2 separate regions of the Mus musculus genome follow, and region 2 is linked to region 1. The links are chromatin contacts, called in public Hi-C maps. All regions are on one chromosome and are shown on one strand. Each heading gives the region's core, a stretch centred on a gene start, on an enhancer-like site or on the middle of the called end of the contact. The rest is flanking DNA. Distances are from core to core; before and after follow the strand shown.

The links. Hi-C and Micro-C count contacts between places; a contact is called where the count stands out from the background.
Region 2: a Hi-C map of the N1E-115 cell line shows a contact between it and region 1, with 5 times the contacts expected there. The contact joins two enhancer-like sites. A contact is called at or near these places in 5 of 484 Hi-C or Micro-C datasets (the 3T3-L1 cell line, the AML12 cell line, the N1E-115 cell line and 2 more) and 1 of 115 datasets of contacts at active chromatin or transcription factors (embryonic stem cells).

The regions. Positions count from the first base shown.
Region 1 is chr2:5,238,046-5,241,210 of GRCm38.p6, reverse strand. No RefSeq gene overlaps it. Among named protein-coding and RNA genes, the nearest start is that of Gm23118, 20 kb to the left of the region's middle. Within about 2 kb of position 1,405, at least 13 of the 459 cell types and tissues checked have an H3K27ac peak or open chromatin away from gene starts, as enhancers often do. A contact at or near this core is called in the N1E-115 cell line, where this site is marked.
Region 2 is chr2:5,376,580-5,380,020 of GRCm38.p6, reverse strand. All of the region lies in intron 3 of Camk1d (calcium/calmodulin-dependent protein kinase ID), which reads left to right. Among named protein-coding and RNA genes, the nearest start is that of Gm36906, 63 kb to the right of the region's middle. Within about 2 kb of position 1,845, at least 10 of the 459 cell types and tissues checked have an H3K27ac peak or open chromatin away from gene starts, as enhancers often do. A contact at or near this core is called in the N1E-115 cell line, where this site is marked.

The DNA.
Region 1 (3,165 bases), core at 156-2,655:
GAGAGAGATGATGCATTTGAGGAGATACAAGCAGGTCATGTCCAATGCTTATGACTCTTGGGGAGATGAAAAACCGTCTTTCCTGCACTCAATGGTTTGATAAAGTGCTAGAAACATCTGGATGCATTTATCACGTTTCAGAAGAAAAAGCCAACAAAAGGTGGGCTAGACAACTCCAGTGTAAGGAAAACTGACTTGGCAAATCCCCCAGCCCAAAGCCTTGAGCATTTGAGTCACAAAATGAATGTCCAACTCACTGGTACCAACCTGGTGTCTGACACCAAAATTATTTAAATTAGTTGAATTCAGATAGTTCTCAGAGGTCCAGAATGGCACTTTGTGAAAGACACCTGAGTTCTCTTGTGCGTTCTCACTTTAACCAGCCACTCCCACCTCAGAAATAAAGGACAGGCGATCCAGCCCCTGAGAGTTCCAGGAGAAAAGAGGGAAACTGATCGGTGGTATGTGTGGTTGGAAAACGTACAGCTGCAGCCAACACAGGGTTTTCAAGCAGAAGTGGGCTCTATGCGACAGGAGTTATGGTGTTGGTAGGATTTTCCCACGACTGTGTACTCTTCCTGAGATGAAATTTGGTCCTGGCTTCTCAGTTTCCCCTAACTCATGACATGCTCCATGCCACAAGGAGGCCATTGGTCATGATCAGACATGTCATGAATAGGAGGGGGTGCTTCTGGGTTCCCTGTCTCCTACTGATGATCGAGATAGTAGAGGACAAGAAAATTCTTGTTTGCCTTGAAAGTGTTTGCCTTGAAAGCATGAGGATACCAGTTGATCTCTAGAACTCTCGGTGGTGGTGGTGGTGGTGGTGGTGGTGGTGGTGGCGATTCAGGCATACTCCTGCTTACTGGGAATTCAAGAGCCAGTGAAGGGGGATGGGCAGATCCCCAGGACTCACTAGCTCTCCTGCTAGTGTACTTGCCAAGTCCCACGCCATCAAGAAACACAGTAAGGAGAGGGAGGAGAGAGAGAGAGAGAGAGAGAAAGAGAGAGAGAGAGAGAGAGAGGAGAGAGAGAGAGAGGAAGAGAAGAGAGGAGGAGAAGAGAGGATAGGATAGGATAGGATAGGATAGGAGAGGAGAGGAGACGAGACGAGACGAGACGAGACGAGACGAGACGAGAAGAACAGAGAAGAACAAAGATGAAGAGCACCTGAGGTTGTTTTCTGACCGCCACACAATGGCCTCTCATGTGTACACACCAAAGCAAAGTCTCTAATGGTAGCAGGATGGATGTCCTTTCCAATTACTAAGGTTCTTGGAGAATACAAAAGAAAAGAAAGAAAAAAGCATTTCTCTCTAACTGATGTGCTGCGTTCCTCTCTGAAGTCCCCTGTGATATACAGTTCTTGGCAAACAGGCAGAAGGAGTGGATCTGAAAGATTTATGCCTCAGGGACACTGAGTGAGTTGTTACCTGAATGGGAGCAGGGGAAGAACCAGGTGGGTTCCTCCCACCAACTGTTACAAAAACTTTCCACATAGCCTAGGGCTGGTTAACCCAGAGATTTGCAACAGCTTGCCTCTTCCAAGCTAAACACTGGGGTCTGAGTTATTAACTCCAACTAATGCAACTGCCTCGAGGAATCCAGGGCAAAATGAAACTTACAAAGGAAAACACTTAAATGTGGCGTGCAAAAGACCGTGGGATTTAGGAAAAACTCCTATTTGGAAGAGATTGATGCATGTGAGAAAGTTTTTTACAAAATCAGCCCCCTTGATATGTCTTAAGGGGCCATGTTGAAGGTAATATAGATATGAAAATGTTTGCTTGGCTGATTGGTTTTAAATTTACAAGTGACATTAAACAGCCTCACAGAAAGAAACAAAGAAGGGACATCTGGAGTCTTGGTTTCATGCTGCTCACTGATACAGAGAAGAGATGACAAGAACATAAATTCCAGACTCTGTTGTGGTATGTCACAAGGACAGTCCTTTGTTCATAAAGCATTCTTTCTACTGCTGGAAATTTCTTCATGAAATTCAGGAAACCAGCAGAGAAGATGTTGCTATAGACCACTGTTTATGTTCCACATGATACCACAGATCGACAACCTCATCCATTCTGTAGAGAGCCAATGATAAGATAGGTTGAGGACTGAAGAATTGATTCAGCCATTAAGAACACTAGCTTCTCTTGCAGAAGACCTGGGTTTGATTCCCAGCACCCACATTGCAGCTCATGACTATCTCTAACTCCAGTTCCAGGGGATCTGGCATCCTCTTCTGGCCTCCATAGGTACCAAGCATGAATGTGGTGCAGGCAAAAACATATACACATAATAATGAATTTGAAAAAGAGAAGGGAGGGAGGAAGGGAGGAAGGAAGAGGGATGGTAAGGAAACCAGGAAGTATTTTTCAAATCAATACGCGTGAATTTGGCACTAGCTTCCAAATCAACCAGTGCTTTGATCTAAGACATCTATGTTCCAGAACTATGAGAAAGAAATGCTGTTTGTGGCACCTTGGTAGTGCTTTGTGTGAGATAGCCAGCCCCCTAAGCTGACTAAGACAGGATTAAAGAATGAGAGAGAATATGAACTGAATTTTCTCAGTAGAATCTTGAGAGTTACTTATTACCCTGAATATCACTGTGTTTTCAACTGAGTCTCGTCAATTTCCCTTTGGATGTTAGACCGCATCTAGAAAACAGTGAGAGACTTGGTGTTCCTATGGCTTTGGGGCATCTTCAGGGGTGGCAGTTGTCCTTCATAAAAGTGACCAAGCTAGTTATGGTGTTACAGACATAGTAGAGATGTGATATCCACATGTCTGGGAACCTGCCACCCTTCCTTTAGAACACGCTTTTGTACTAATGAGTTATTAGAGTCCAGTTAGAACAGGCTAATTTTAAGATAATGCCCTCACTACTTGTCTCGAATGTATTGCTATCCCTTTGTGTGTTAAGTGTGTGTGTGTGGGGGGGGGGGGTTGACTTGTTTCTAATATGAAGTGTTGCAAATGTGATGTGTGTTCACTTCCTCTGTAGATGTAAATTGTGTCTTGTTTGTACATGCTCCTAGTGCCCTGTAAGCGTGCATGTTTGATGCTTGGGAGGCCCATCTGGCAAGAGCGTGAGGGCAGCTATTTAGCCAGTGAGGCTATGGTTCAACACACTTTTAGAAATTAAACTGTGTGCGTTTGTTCC
Region 2 (3,441 bases), core at 596-3,095, 140 kb before region 1:
GAGTAGTTTTTGAAAAATAAATTACTTGTGATGATATCCACTAAAGGTGGCAATATTCATGACTCATAAGCTTCCTAACTTACAAAAACACCATAATAACCAAGATAAGAGCTAATTTAACCCTATCATTTGGAGCCTAATTTTTGTGTTTCCCTTCTGTCTGCCTGTAACCAGCCCTTCTCAAGGCCTGTCCCCCACCCGCTGTGTGGGAAGCCTTCCCTGGAACTCCTGGTTCTGAGTGTTTAGAAGACAAGCAAAGAGACTTGGCTATGGTGTCAAGTCTCAGGAAGGACATGACCCTGACAGTTGTCCCTGAGCATCAGTCTGTTATCTACAGTGGTAACTTGTGGGCTAAGGAGATGGTTCAGTTCATCCCCAGAACCCATATTAAAACACAGAAACATACCTGGCGCCTCCCAATTGTCATCCCAGGACTAGGGGGAGAAAGACAGGAACATCCCTAGGGCTTGCTGGCCTGCCAGCTTAGCCTCCTTGATGCTTTCCAAGCCAGTGAGAGATCCTGCTTCAAAACCCCATGATGGATAGCATCAGAGGGATGACAGACAGCACTACCTCTGACCTCCTCAAATATGCTCACACATGTACATGTGCGCGCACACACAAATACACACAAAATAATTCCCCTGGTGAGGACCAGGGGAATCCGACTGTTTAATTAAAACAAAGCTTCGCGAAGGCCCGCGGCGGGTGTTGACGCGATGTGATTTCTGCCCAGTGCTCTGAATGTCAAAGTGAAGAAATTCAATGAAGCGCGTGTAAACGGCGGGAGAAACTGACTCCCTTAAGGTAGCCAAATGCCTCGTCATCTAATTAGTGACGCGCATGAATGGATGAACGAGATTCCCACTGTCCCTACCTACTATCCAACGAAACCACAGCCAAGGGAACGGGCTTGGCGGAATCAGGGGGGAAAGAAGACCCTGTTGAGCTTGACTCTAGTCTGGCACGGTGAAGAGACATTCGCATAGCCCTCTGCACATCTGTCTGTGTACTTGTGGATGAGTTATAAAACTCAATGCAATAACTAGTAAGTAAATCATTATTACACTGTACTTAACTAGTCCAAGAGTAACAAGGGGGCAAGTTTCTGTCCCTTCAGTACAGACGTGGCGTGTGTGTTCTCTGAACAGTTTTGATTGAAGTTGAATAGAATTCAAGGAAACCCTTCACAGATGGCTGACCACAAAGGTTTGCTTTGTGGCAGTCTCCGGTTAAGAGAGGAAGACAAGACCAAAAGCTAGGAGATGGATCTGCGAGGGCAGATAGGCTGAGGACTGAAGCCAGGTTAGTTCAGAACAGGAGATGCTGAAAGACTCGGCAGGGAACAAGGAGGCAGACCAGCATGGTTCTGCAACAAACACCAGGAGTCCAGAAACTGGAGCATAGGACCTCTTCCGAGACACTGATTTATTTTTACACAAGACAGCGTACTCCACAGCACTGGGCACTGACTTGGGTCTAGTGAAACAGAATCAATAATTTATGACTCTCTAGTCGATATGCCTGCATTCACTTAATGGACCACTGGGAGTTAGTAATAGTGAGATACCAGGGATTTCTAATAAAATTTGATTTTTTTTTTTTTCAGAGCAAGGCAGTTTCAGACAGTCAAGTAGCTCCTGGACTTGTTAGAGACAGCAGCTCTTCCAGAGCCTCCTTTGCATGTGACAGAGAGGATAGGCTGCTGTGTTTTCGAATGCTCTTGTATCAATGACTTTAAGTACTGGGCTCGCTGAAATCTCATTATCCTCCAGCCTGCAGGCTGTCTGGTAGAGGGTGCAATTGTATTAAGTGTAGGAAATGAATGCACTCTAAATTCAAGTGTGGGTACAGACTGCTGGCATCTCTTGGCCTTTTGGATTGCCGGAGCTCTCTCATGGCCTTGTGTTCCTTTCTTCACACTTAGCAGAAAATGTATGTCCTTAGAACATTGACAGACAGCAGGTTGACTGTACATTTCAGTTCAAAGAGTCCACCTTCTCTGGAGTCTCTAGAGCCGAGGTGACCCTTAACAGGTTTCTCCCACGTGAAGCAAGGAAGGAGGTGGAGTGTGCACATCCCCTCATGAACGTACCTGTAAATCTCTCTCTCTCTCTCTCTGTGTGTGTGTGTGTGTGTGTGTGTGTTCACACGTGTGCATATGCCTGTGGAGGCCAGAGGTTAAGCCTACCTTTCATTTCTCAGGATCCATCTACATTATGTTGAGACAGAGTCTCTCTTGAGACCAGGACTCACTGACTAGATGAGGCCAGCTGACCAGCAAGCCCCTGGGACTTCCCTGTTTCCACCCCTCCTGGATCTGAGATTCCAAGCACGCATGACAACACCCGGCTTTATGCATGAATGCTAGTGATTGCAGTCAGGTCCTTGGGTGCTTGTGTGGTAGCACTTTACCAAGGAAGGCATTATCTCAGTCTAGGTAAATAGCTCTTGCTGTTCTTATAATAGAACTTGGCAGCCCCTTCAAACGCTGAGACAGGAGGCTGACTTCTAGGCTCAGGGGTCAGGAAAGCCTTCTTCTAAGCCATCTTATTCTCTACCTTCCTACAACACATTTAGGTTTGACAATAATCCATGAAACACCAAGTCTTCTCTCTCTCTCTCTCTCTCTCTCTCTCTCTCTCTCTCTCTCTCTCTCTCTCTCTCTCGTTTGTGGCATTTCTACTCAAGGAATTTTTTGGTTTTCTTATTTCTGATTATGAAGGCTGTTTAGCATTTACAAGCTGAGGATGAGTGTCTAATAAGCTTCTGCCTTAGGCCAGTTTCCATAGAAACAGCCTCTAAACCAGAGATTTGAGTACAGGTGAGTTTCAGAACCTGCAGACCCAGCAAGTAGGGAAGGAAGCAAGACCGGAAGGAGGTGGGATCGGGTAGGCTATACAGCTGTCCTAGCAAAGCCTCCACCTTCTCTGGAGTCTCTAGAGCTGAGGTGACCCTTAACAGGTTTCTCCCACATGAAGCAAGGAAGGAGGTGGAGTGTGCACATCCCCTCATGCTGTTAGGTGCAGGCTGTCCCCAGGAAGGGAAGTGTGGCTGTGGGCAAGGGAGCTTTTTTGCTATAAGGAGTACCTTCAAAAGGTCACAACTAAGAGGAGTCAGCCACCAACACTCCCAATACCTGGGGTGTCACTTTGGGATGATCAGTGTCGTGCTCACCAGCATCCCTGCCCTGCCCACCTCCCTCCATGTTCAACTCACAACCCAACTTAGGCTCACTGCCAATTTTTCCCCTCTCCCAAACTCTAGCTTTAGTGGTTGTTTTTCTTCTGTGTGTATGAATTTGTATGTGTGTATGCATGTGTGCATTTGTGTGTGTGTGCACATTTGTGTGTGTGTGCACATTTGTGTGTGTGTGCACATTTGTGTGTGTATGTGTGTGCATTTGTATGTGTTTGTGTGTGTGTGCACATTTGTGTGTGT